2 separate regions of the Mus musculus genome follow, and region 1 is linked to region 2. The links are chromatin contacts, called in public HiChIP or PLAC-seq maps. All regions are on one chromosome and are shown on one strand. Each heading gives the region's core, a stretch centred on a gene start, on an enhancer-like site or on the middle of the called end of the contact. The rest is flanking DNA. Distances are from core to core; before and after follow the strand shown.

Region 1 (5,897 bases), core at 2,959-5,458, 190 kb after region 2:
CTTATTTTAATGTGATGATGTAATTGATGGTTTTTTATTATTGTGGTAGGCCTTTTAACATTTTGTTCTTACACATACAGTTTTATGCTCTTTTTTACTCATTGAAATGTCATGTGTTGTCTGATTGGCTTGTAGAATTGTTATAGATTACCGTGCATTAGCACAGATTTTAATTGTCATGATTGCAGACTACAGATCTGCTTTTTGAAATGAAATTTAAACATTAAAAATGGAACTGTGTTCTTAGACTCTTTACTGAAGGTGAAACCGTAGTGAAAGCTCCCACACACCTTTAAAATAAATATATTTATTCTTTGCCAGGAGACTCCATGGAAAAAGGTAAACAGTATATGAACATAGAAAGCACTGTTAAACCATCTCAATGTACAAACAGAGCTAGTGGTACATCACAGACTTTTGCTAATATATCAAAAACGAACAAACAAAAATTCCACTAGTGCTTACATGAGAACTCAGAAGCCGACACTTGAGTCTGTCAACCACTCATTCTCCCAGAGCTGTCAGTCTGCATCATGGTGATTGAACAAGGCCAGAGGAGGCCACTTGCCCATACCTTCAAGCATCAAGACTGGGGGAAATCCCAGGATCAGGCCTGAGTCAGCAAGGACACTGGGCTACTAGAGTCCAGACGGCAGACTAACTTGCTGATTATCCTGTGATATTTCTCCAATGGCTTGTGAACAGGTAAACAAACTTATTAACACTGGACAGTGTTTTTGCCTTGGAGGCTATCATGACTGTAAAAATGCTTCATTTTTTTTTTCATTCGGTAGTTGTGTCATTAAGGAACAAACCACTTTTAATTTAAAGTGACATCATTAACAATTGAACAATGATGTTGGATTAACTGAACTGGCAGTTTCAGTGATACAGAATTCTGCTAGTGCAGTGAAGTGGTGTACTCTATCTGGGCAACATAAGGGAAAGAATGAAGCTTGAGAGCATCAAAAAGCAAGGAGAAGCTTCCACACTACTTAAACCAGAGTGTCTTTAGTGTCATCTTGTACTGTACAGAGGCCCTGGTTCCTTACCGTGAGGCCTGGTTATTCATGAAAGCAGGACGTACAGTGGATGTACAGTGGTTTACTCCACAACCTCGGTGTCTTGGTTATTGAGTATGCAAGACAAAAGAAAGCACCAACATACAGTATAGAAAGAACAGAGCCGTACTTCTATATGTACAAAGTCTTCAGAAACTTAACCAGGGCTAAATCATCTCAACTGGGTCTTTGCCATGCATCTTGACTATTCAGAGAGGAAAGTAGAAGCTTTAAACTAGATTCTGGTGGCATGAAATGGCTGATTTTCAGAATTTGAAAAGTTTGTATTTCTAGGGAAGTTATACAGTAAGGAATATATATTGATACATATGAAAACTTCTTGGTCCTTTTTGAGTTTAACATATTTCAGTTCAAAAACTAAGCAGCAGTAAAAATGTTTTCCTTGCATTTTCAATCTGGAACTGAAGGTCCTGGGGAATGTCTGCAACAGCTGGAAATGTCTCACTGCAGCAGTGGTGACTGACTGACTCCACTGTTCTCCACTGAGCTGGGGGACACGCTGGGACTGTGCTCTGCTATATTCCCACTTGAACTTGGGGTCAAGGGTTCATGTCCTTCAGAATTCTCCAGCATTTCCTGAATGAGAGGTGGCATTGATCCAGGAATTTCCATTTTCAAGGTAATTACACGTTCGGCACCTTTTTCAAGAGATAATAGAACACCTGTCAGATAAGGGCTCAGCTAGATACTAAGAAACCAACATTCACCTTCAGGTGTGTAAAAGTTGTGTAATACATGTATCAAGTCACATGTGTCTTTGTTGAGAAGAACCAACTTATTGGAAGAAAAAACTATAAGGTGTTTACTGTGGGAATGTCAGCCACCAGAATGTCAAGTGTGCTTCGAGATCCCAGTTAGATTGGTTCTCAGGCACAGGCTGATCCACCACTGCCTTTGAAAACAGAATAAGTACTAATAGGGCACACTAGAGGTTCTCAGTCTTTAAGAAAAAGAAGTGGAGATGTGTGATGTGCATATTTGATAGTTGCAGTGCTTCAATCAAATTCGGAATATAAAATTTACAAAGAGAAGTCACTGATGAAAGATCAGGAAAATAAAGGTGAAAGGATGGGCAGTTTCCACAATGGAAAGATTGACTTGAGTCACAGTATGTGATGGTTTTCTGCAACCCAGTCCAGCACCAGGTGGTTTCATGCCACCACACCTCACACACCCCCAACATGCAGCTGGTTAGGTGGAAATATGTCAATAACAAAACTACCTCAGAACCATGTGGCTAGCGTTGCTGGACTTACTGCTAGTATGGGGCTTGGGACATTTCTGTATGTGGCTGCTAGTCCTCAGGTCACTGGCGTGGATATATATAGGGTGATAGGAACACACTTTCTCTCTCTCTCTCTCCCTCTCTCCCTCTCTCTCCCTCCCTCTCCCTCTCTCTCCCTCTCTCTCCCTCTCTCTCCCTCCCTCCCTCCCTCCTCCTCTCCCTCTCCTCTCTCTCTCTCCCCACTTCATTCAATTACATCCATTCAAGTACTAGTGTCTTTTTGCTTCTCTTAATCCTGTGGTGGAAATGAACTTAGAATGTTCCCCTCGGCTCCCTCAAACCAAACTACCAAATGAATAAAAAAAGAAAAACAAAACCAACCCACAAAAAAACTAAAAAACAAGAACTGAGGTTTCTTGTCAAGCAAGTTCATTGTGCATTTAAGCACTTTTGTGTCTTGGCTTGCCAAGATCCTGAGGTGTAGAATCTGCTAATGGGAGGGAACATGATATGTAATAGCGTGGCTGGCTGAGTCATCTCGATAGAAAAGTCCTCTGCACTCAGCTATGAGATGCCTCTAGGCATTTCTGTAATTGCCTGAGTTGCCACATAGACTGAGAATCATGAGGCAAGAGTATTTATATCTCTCAGCCAGGCAAGAATTCCTGTACTCAGAAGAAGTGCCTACACCAGAGCTGCAGCCACAGTGACCTTCATTTGCCTAGGGTTGTTAGGGTGCCATGGAAAAATAGGCTGAGTGTATAGAAGCCTAAGTTATTTGAAAAGCTGGAATGAAATGTACGGAATCAAAAATAAAACCTGGAAAAAGGGAGCGGGGGTGAGGGCTCAGAGCTTGCTCTGAAAGTTGCTTGACTGAGTTGGTGCCCTAGAAAGGTCACAGAGATTGAGGGAGAGAAGTGACTCCATGTAATTGTCCTTTAACCTCCAAGGGCATGCATATGAGCCCCAGCAATAATAACAGTCTTAAAAAACACATCATCTCTGAAGAGTTGCTCTTCTACCCAGCCATCCATTCTAAAACAATTATCTCTTAATATCACTGGGTAGTGGTATCTGCTTTCTGCTTTTACTATCTCCCACCAGAGACACCATCAAAATGTCTTCCTTAGGAAACCTGAGGTGCTCTTAACTACACACACATGAGTGCTCAGACAAGGCTAATTCCTTTTGATTTCTATGAGATAGACATCCCAACTTAAGCAATAATGGGACTCCTGATATTAAAATATGGGCTTTAAAAAGCAAAAGTTGGCCAAGCTCTGTTCTGCTTTCCACCTTTGAAGACATACCTTTCGCGCTGATGCTGCGGAGATCTGTGATTTTCATTAAGATCTTTGGAAACATGTGAGGCTTGCTGGGTCGTCGTTTTCTAATGTAAATCTTTAGTGCTTCCAGCAGTGGTTCTTGGAGCTTGTCTACTTTTGTTGGTTCCTCAAGGTCCTGGCGGTCTGGATAGCAGGAGAAAGTATTCAGTGTTTAGTGATCAGACAGGCTCAGAGACTGCTGGCTATCTTTCCTTGTCTCCTATTCCTCCTGTAAAGTGGCTTTATTTGGTGACTCAGTTGTACACTAAATTGAGTAAATGCAATTGCTTTAAGCAGTGACACTTGAAGATGCCCCCTTAGTAAGCTCATTTGATGTCCACTTGCTCAGGCCCAGAGGCAAGAATTACCTCTCATGGCCAGATGGTGTCAGTATTGAGCTGAACAAAAGAACCCTGGGCAGCCTGTAAAAGCCAGGTAGATAACCTTTCCCCTTCATTACAACCATTACTTTTGAACTAAAGTTGGCTTCTGGTTAGCCAGCAGGGGTCACTACAAAGAAGGGGCCATACTTTATTCCAGCCCACCAGGTAGGCACCTGTATGGTGGGGAAGACCAAGAGGTGATTTGAATTCAAATAACATGTGATTTGTGTAGGTCATCACTAAAATGTCCTTAGGCACACAGCAGTACAATCCTGCTTTTACAAAAGCACCTGTTTCCCACAAGAGAAACAGAACAAACTCATTTTGGCATTTCTTTTGTTTTGGCAGAAGGAGCTCAAACACCAGTACTTAGTTTGCAACAGAAAGAAGTACAACGCCTTTCTCATGCCAAAGAACCCCAGTGGAGATCTCTTCTGTGCCTTTGTAATTGCTCTGTTGGGGTCTGGTGACGGTTTCTAAGGAGTCAGTACCTCCACAGATTAAACAGATGGCACTGAGAAGGCCTGTTTCTGTGTCATCCATTTCCAAAGGCAGGAGCTGGTTGGCAAAGGTGAACACAAGGTCAGTCAGAGGACCGAAGCCAGCATTGTGCATCTGAGTTCGATTTAGTGTAAGGCCATCAGAGAAAGTCATGGTGTCTTGCTCTGGGGTATACCTGGTACAAATTCTGAGAATCTGGAAGAAAAAAAAGTATGCATGTACACTTGCTGCATCATTTATGACGGCCTGCCCTGACAGCACTGACCAGATCTATGGTAGAAGAAAAAGGAGCCTGGGTCATCTGGACAGTATGCCCCACTGTTGAGGTTGATAGGAATAATATGTAGGACTCACATTTTGAGAAATAACTTTTTACTAAAATAAATCATCATTTGATTGAAATATCTATTTCTTGAGTACTTACCTCTCAGGCACTAAGCCAGGTACTAGTGCAAAGAAGATTAACAAGATTCTATTTTCAAAAGTTTAGTCAACCAAAAATAAGTAAGGATGATCCTTACCAACTGTGATAGCTAATCTTCATGTCGACTTTATGGGATCTAAACTTGCTATGGGAACACACATACTTCTAGGCATGTCTGAGTGATGGTATTTCACAAGGGCTAAACTAATCAGACAAGATGTACCCTGGATGTGTGTGGCACACACTCCAGAGACTAGGAGCTTTCAGACTGAAAACAACAACAACAACAACAACAACAAAAAGCTGGCATTTTCTTGACTCTGGGTACAATGTGGCCAGTTGCCTCACAGTCCTACATACATGGCTTTCTTATCATTGTGGCTTCTATTCTCAAACCATGAGCTCAAATAGAACTCCCTTAACTTGTGTCTTTCAGATATTTGGTTGTATCCACAGGAAGGTAACTATAAGAAGTCTTTATTAGATACTTAGCATGCCCTATACCCAGTCTTTCAGATGAACATCCTATAGTTTAAGCTGAGGGGTAATGAATCTGACTCAAGGAAAGCCCTCTTATAATACAGTGTGTTTGTAGCTACACAGCCATCATGCCATAGACAGGAACAGAGGCAGCAGACTGCAGGGGTTAGGAGGAAGTCAGGGTCAGAGTTGGGGAGAGGGTGTTTGCACCCTACCATGGAACGCAAGTAGATTCTCTACTCTAGAAGGTACTCCCTCCTTGTGCTTATTGTTACTGTCCAGACCTACATGTGCTCCATACCCTCTGCCACATCATCCCACAGAACGCCTGCCTTCTCTCACCGTAAAGGCCTTAGGCCTGGTGAGCTCCAGCAGTCTCCAGTCCTTCCCTAGGGCCTACCTGGTCTACAAAAGGGTATACAGATACTAGGTAGCAGGCCATCACTGAAGGCCAGTGAGGAGTCACTCTCCTGATCA
Region 2 (5,777 bases), core at 753-3,252:
AGAAATGTAGAGTCTTAAGCATCAATCTAGATCCGCAGTCAGAACTGGCATGTTAACAAGACTCCTGGGTGATTCAGGGCTAAGAAATGCTGCTTTGAAAAGATTTGAAAAGAACAGAATATACCTAGACACATCTATCTCTATTCTCCAGGTCTGATAAGTGTTCAGAGGGAGGCTGAGGAAGGGAGCACACTCATGATTTCCAAACAGAAGGTGGGGTATAAGAAGCTAGCAAAGACACAACTCTATTGGCTCTAACTAAAGTCCATTCAATTTTTGTTTAAATATTTTCAAATGTTTTCAATCATTTCAAGCAAAGAATTTTTAAAAAGCCTTTGATCTAAGAGAATATATACTATACACCAAGACCAGGTAATGTTTTTTTAATTTGAAGTTCCAATAGTGCCTTAATATAGTATCTTAAGAGGAAAATATATTTTGAACAGAACAACCGTTCTTTACCTTAAAGCACCTTCTCCTTCGGGATCGGGGGCAGTTATGTGACCGGCATCACCCGAGAGTCCATAACCCAAAATTTCTGCGTAGATCCGAGCTCCTCTCTGAACAGCATGCTCATGTTCTTCCAGCACCAGCACAGCAGCTCCCTCACCCATGACAAAACCATCTCTCTCTGGATGAAACGGCCGGCAGGCTAGCTTAGGATCTGGGTTTGAGCTCAGAGCCCGGGCTCTGGAAAACCCAGCGAGAGATAATGGACTAATGCAAGAGTCTGTGCCCCCAGCCACCATCACATCTGCGTCACCATGGGCTATGAATCTAAAGGAGTCTCCCACAGCATGTGCACCTGTGGTGCAGGCTGTGGACACTGAGTGATTGGGGCCCTTGAGTTTGTAGCGAATGCTAACCTGGCCTGCAGCCATATTGATCAGAATCTTAGGGACAAAGAATGGGCTGACTTTATTATAACCTTTGGTCTGAAACAGCAAAGCAGTTTCAGAAATAACTTCAAGAGGAACCATGCCCATGCCAATGGCAACGCCAGTAGCCACCTGATCTGCTTCTCGTTTCGGATGCCAGCCGGAGTCTTTCAGGGCCAACTCTGCTGCCCCAACAGCCATGATGGTGGAAGAAGACATGGACTTGGCATCTGATTTGGACACAAAGTTTTCTTCATTAAACTGACCTTCATGTGGACCTCTTGGTACATAAGCAGCTACACTGCAAGGGATATTCTTGTACTCATCACCAACCACAGAAACAATTCCACTTTCTCCTCGGAGAAGCCGATCCCAAACTAGTTGAGTCCCAACGCCAAGTGGTGTCACTAGGCCAATGCCTGTGATGACAACTCGTCTGCGCAACATGGCTGCTGGCACAGTTCCATAAAATCTGTGTTTGCTTATTAACCAAGAATATGACGCTGGATATGGATGGGAGATTGTGGCTTTTAGAAAATGTTGCAAGCATTTTGACAACATGGTTGAAATTCAGAAGATCAGAAACACATTCCTGGAATAGACCACAAGAGACAGCAAGCATCATTTAAACGACAGTAGAATCTTACACACACCCTAGGTGTGACTGTGGTCACAGAGAAATGCAACCCTCGCTTGGACTTAACTTTTATTTGTAATCTATGAGGTCCTTCAGACTGTCAACTGATAGCTAGCTCACTGGGTTTTACAACGCCAACCCACCCTACAGGGGGCATCCTTCTTCAGGCTCACCGAAGATTACTGTACAGTGTGGACTGAGTCCATGTGGCATTTCTAAGATTAATGCACAGGAGGCCGCCTCAGGCCCATTCTGCCTTGTGCACTTTATCTACTTCCGTGTAGGGCAGATAACCTTTCAGGCGGTCCCGCCACAGCCCAGCACCGCCGTATTAGGAAGGCCGGGTGTAACTTCCCGAGCTCAGCGTTAGGAGCTCTCAGGGATTCACAGCCACGCGACGCCCTCCACCCCTACCCTGAAACCCGGGTGCACACTGCAGTCACTACCTGAAACAAGCCTTTGCGGGCGCCCACCGAGTGCGCATGCGCACTCATCCGCAGCGCAGCGTTTCCGCCCGGTGCCTGATGTCAGAGGTCAGACGCTCCGGCCAGAGCTTCCTCCGGGTTCCGGGTTGTGAGTGCCCCGCTCTAGCCTCAGAGCCTGTTTTGATCGCTTGGGAAACCTCACCTAGTCAACAGCGATAATGCCTAGATATTCCTGTGCTGCCAGAGAAGGGCGGCTGTCATTTCCCCAGGACATTCCGGGGAGGACCTATAGCTGTAGCCTCCCTGGTAGCTCTGTAGAAAATATTCATAGAACTCTTCAGAATGTCACCAAGAAACCGAGGTCGTTTGGGGAAACATCTAAATGCCACGTAGACAATAAAATAATACTATGGCTGAATACTTAGAAATGTGCAAAGACGTTGAGAATTTGTTAGGAGACGTTAGTTACAAAACTTTTAAAGGTTTGCAAAGAGATCAGATAATGGTACCGCTCAATTTCAGCACCTGGGCGGCAGAGGATCAGGAGCTCTGTCCTCAGCTGTGGAGAGAGTGCAAAGGGAGCCTGGGCTACCAACCTGAAGACTTTGTCTTTAAAATATAACAAAACCTAACGTCTGTAGTGATCTGCAGTGCTTATGGTGTCCCCTCTACCTCCATTTTTCCTTACCTTTATTTACTTTAGCAAATGATGTAAACAGCTACTTCTGTAACAATAAAAAGGGCTGACTCATGACAGGAAGTGACCAGAAGATTGCCCAATATCTGAAGTGGAAATTCCTGAGCTTACGAAAGTTTTACTTGCTCAGAGATAAATCTGTAATGGATAAGTAGGATAAGTAGCAACACAGCCAGGGGATGTCTATTAACTGTTCAAGTCTGTCCCACGTGTGAGCTTTGCTTTTTCTTCAGATAAAGGATAGACTATGCTATCTTGTAGTCATGATTATATATTTTCTTGTGGGCAATAACCTCTTCAGGCCATCGTTGCCACGTATGCTTGCTTTCCAAATGTAGAAAAGAATCTGAGGTAAGTTTAGCTATTTCCTCATTACTCCTGGATATGATTTATTGTCTACTCTGTCTAAAATGTTTAAGAAAATTCAACTTGTTCCTGATCCAGTAGCTCACCATTTGCTTAGTATGATCTCCCTGCAGTGAAAATTGTGCTGTTTCCTCCAGTACCTTTTGGCAATTTGTTTTACATACAAATTTCTGATCTCAAAAGGCATTGGGGTATGTGGACTGTGGAAGGTTAGCTGAAAGGGGAACTCTGTCTATGCAGCCATGGAGAAGTCATGTCATCATCCATGCTGCAGTGAAACTTTCTGGCCGTGCAGATGCCCTAGGCACTTACTCCTGTAAGGAACCCTTCACCCATGCTCTGAAGTAAGCTGAATAAACTTAGAGTGCCCTAAGTCGGACCTGGGGATTTTGCTTTGATTTATTGTTGTTGCTTTATAAAGAGGCTGGGTATTTGTTTACATCTTCCCAGGGAAAGAATTGTTCTCAAAACAATGCACCCACATAAAACGTGATATAACAAGACCATAATGTATATTTATATTTCTCTCTGTGATCATTTTACTTCCATCTGGAAAGGGTTAAGAAGTTTTTAAAATCATAATAACAGCTATATGTGAATTATTACCGTATTGTTTGCTAAAATATCATGGTGTATTCATGAATACAAATCTTCAACTTGGTTTTGCTTATCATTGCCTCCTCTTATTATTTCTCTGGTTCAAAGCTTTATTTCCAAATACAGTTCTCAATTAAATAAACTTTCTATCCAAACAATTAAACTTCTGTTTGTAATATTATTTTAGCACAAAGGAGACCAAGGTCAGTGCTATCTCATTAAGTCATGAAATGCTTCAAAGAAGTGGACCTAGACTTCAATCTGTAAACTGGGTGAATACATGTGTAGTAACTGAGGGGAAGGCAAGCATTTCAACAGACAGTAGTACAATACGGACAAAACACCAGGACTTTGGGGCCAGTGCCAAATTTGAGAAGCTGGACTTAGTAGATAAAGTTATCTTCCACTAAGCTTTATAGCTTGATAACCTGAATTCCATCTCTCTCTCTCTCTCTCTCTCTCTCTCTCTCTCTCTTTCTCTCTCTCTCTCTCTGTGTGTGTGTGTGTGTGTGTGTGTGTGTGTGTGTGTATTTTGGTTTGGGTTTTTTTTTTTTGTCATTGTTGTTATTGTTGTTGTTCTTTGCTCTGGTTTTTTCTTTTTCCAAGACAGGTTTTACTGTGTAGCCCTGGCTGTCCTGGAACTCACTCTGTAGACCAGGCTGGCCTCAGTGTCACAGAGATCCATCTGCCCCTGCCTCCAAGGGTCGGGATTAAAGGTGTGCATCATCACGGCTCAGCCATTGAGGCTTGCAACCATTTCCAGAACTCTTAACAGTGGAAGGAAAAAAACCAACTCCCAGAAATTGTCCTTTGATCTCCAAATGCCATGGCAAGGGCATGTGTATGCACTTGCTACACACACACACACACACACACACACACACACAAATAAAAATGAGGTGTGGGAGAAATGGCTCAGAGGCAAAGGGATATTTCCAGAAGGTTATGGCGACAGCATATCAGCAGACAGCAAGCATGGTGGCTATAGGAAGAAATGGAAAGTTCACATCCTTTACCACAAGCATGAAGCCAAGAGAGCAAACAAAGGTGTTTTCTCTACTACTTTCAGTGACATACTTCTTCCAGCAAGATGTGCCACCTAACTATTCCCAAACTGAACTACTGACTGGAAACCATGAGTTCAAATACTAGAGCCTGTAGGAAATATTTCCATTCAAACCACCACACTCTACTCCCCGGTCTTCATAGATGCCCTGGAGTCTTTCACAGTCTTAATACTGTTTAAAAGCCCAAAGTCTCTTCTAAGATGCAAAGCATCACAGAATTCAACCTTCAGTAAAATAAAAAGGCAAATCACATATTTCCAATATATGGCACAGATTGCCATCCCAAAAGGTCCAAGTGGGGAATAAGAACATAATGGACCAAACTATGACTAGAATCCAGCAGGACAAAACACCAAATCCTGTAGCTTCGTGTCTTCTGTTAAGGGCTCCACACCTCCAGCTTTCCTGCCAGTAGCCTGCATCTCTCTCTTAGGCTGGTCCTTCTCTATTGACCTCCTTGGCAGCTTTCTCATAGCGTTGATATCTCCAACATCTTGTGGTCTCCACTGGAACCCAAGCTTCCCTTTCACAGCTCTACAAAATGGCCTATCATGACTCTTATTCTCTCAGTATCTTCATGCAGAGAATTCCATACCACATGTTGCCTGGCCTCAGAGGCTCTCAGAAGCCACAGAGGTAGGATCTGTGACACTTCATTCTTGTATCCTTCAAGTCTAAACCTGGCACTGTGGCTGCCAGCCAGGGATGGGGTCACTTGAATCACATTAGCAGCAATACTTTTTCATTCAGTAACTTTCTGGGATCAGAAAAGACTTTAGGCTATTGTACAAGCTGGAAGTTTTGCTGAGTGAGGTCTTGGCTAGAGAGTACCCTTTACCTTTGTTCCAGTACAAGGCAAACTTCTCAACTATGTGAAACATCTTCTCTCTAGCACATGCCTTGGCTGTAGTGTTAAGCTCCCTAGATCTCCTTTTCTCTACAAACAGTACAATTTATCTTGTTTTCTAGCCCAAGTCTTCCCAAAGCCTTCTATAAATATTCCCCTAGCCCCACAAAATAAAACCACATGGTCAAGTTCATCCCAGCAATATCCCACTCTCTTAGTACTCGTTTCTGTCAGTCAGGAGTTTGCATGTTGGTACTCCTTTT

What was found. HiChIP or PLAC-seq counts read pairs in DNA pulled down with a chosen protein or histone mark.
Region 1: an H3K27ac HiChIP or PLAC-seq map of embryonic stem cells shows a contact between it and region 2, with 2.7 times the contacts expected there. The contact joins the enhancer-like site here to the promoter of Oxsm in region 2. A contact is called at or near these places in 3 of 39 promoter capture datasets (the 3T3-L1 cell line, the HPC-7 cell line and pre-B cells), 3 of 484 Hi-C or Micro-C datasets (differentiating embryonic stem cells and embryonic stem cells), 4 of 115 datasets of contacts at active chromatin or transcription factors (acute myeloid leukemia, bone marrow-derived macrophages, embryonic stem cells and 1 more) and 2 of 9 other capture datasets (adipose tissue and liver).

The regions. Positions count from the first base shown.
Region 1 is chr14:16,430,548-16,436,444 of GRCm38.p6, forward strand. It overlaps Rarb (retinoic acid receptor, beta), which reads right to left. Exons shown (of 8, transcript NM_011243.2): 6 at 4,507-4,711; 7 at 3,618-3,776; 8 at 292-1,720. The coding sequence ends at 1,524. Top2b (topoisomerase (DNA) II beta) reads left to right here. Exons shown (of 36, transcript NM_009409.2): 36 at 1-240. Among named protein-coding and RNA genes, the nearest start is that of Top2b, 68 kb to the left of the region's middle. Within about 2 kb of position 4,209, at least 60 of the 459 cell types and tissues checked have an H3K27ac peak or open chromatin away from gene starts, as enhancers often do. A contact at or near this core is called in acute myeloid leukemia, differentiating embryonic stem cells and embryonic stem cells, where this site is marked.
Region 2 is chr14:16,241,329-16,247,105 of GRCm38.p6, forward strand. Oxsm (3-oxoacyl-ACP synthase, mitochondrial) reads right to left here and starts at 2,003. Exons shown (of 3, transcript NM_001359883.1): 1 at 1,962-2,003; 2 at 463-1,470. The coding sequence starts at 1,439.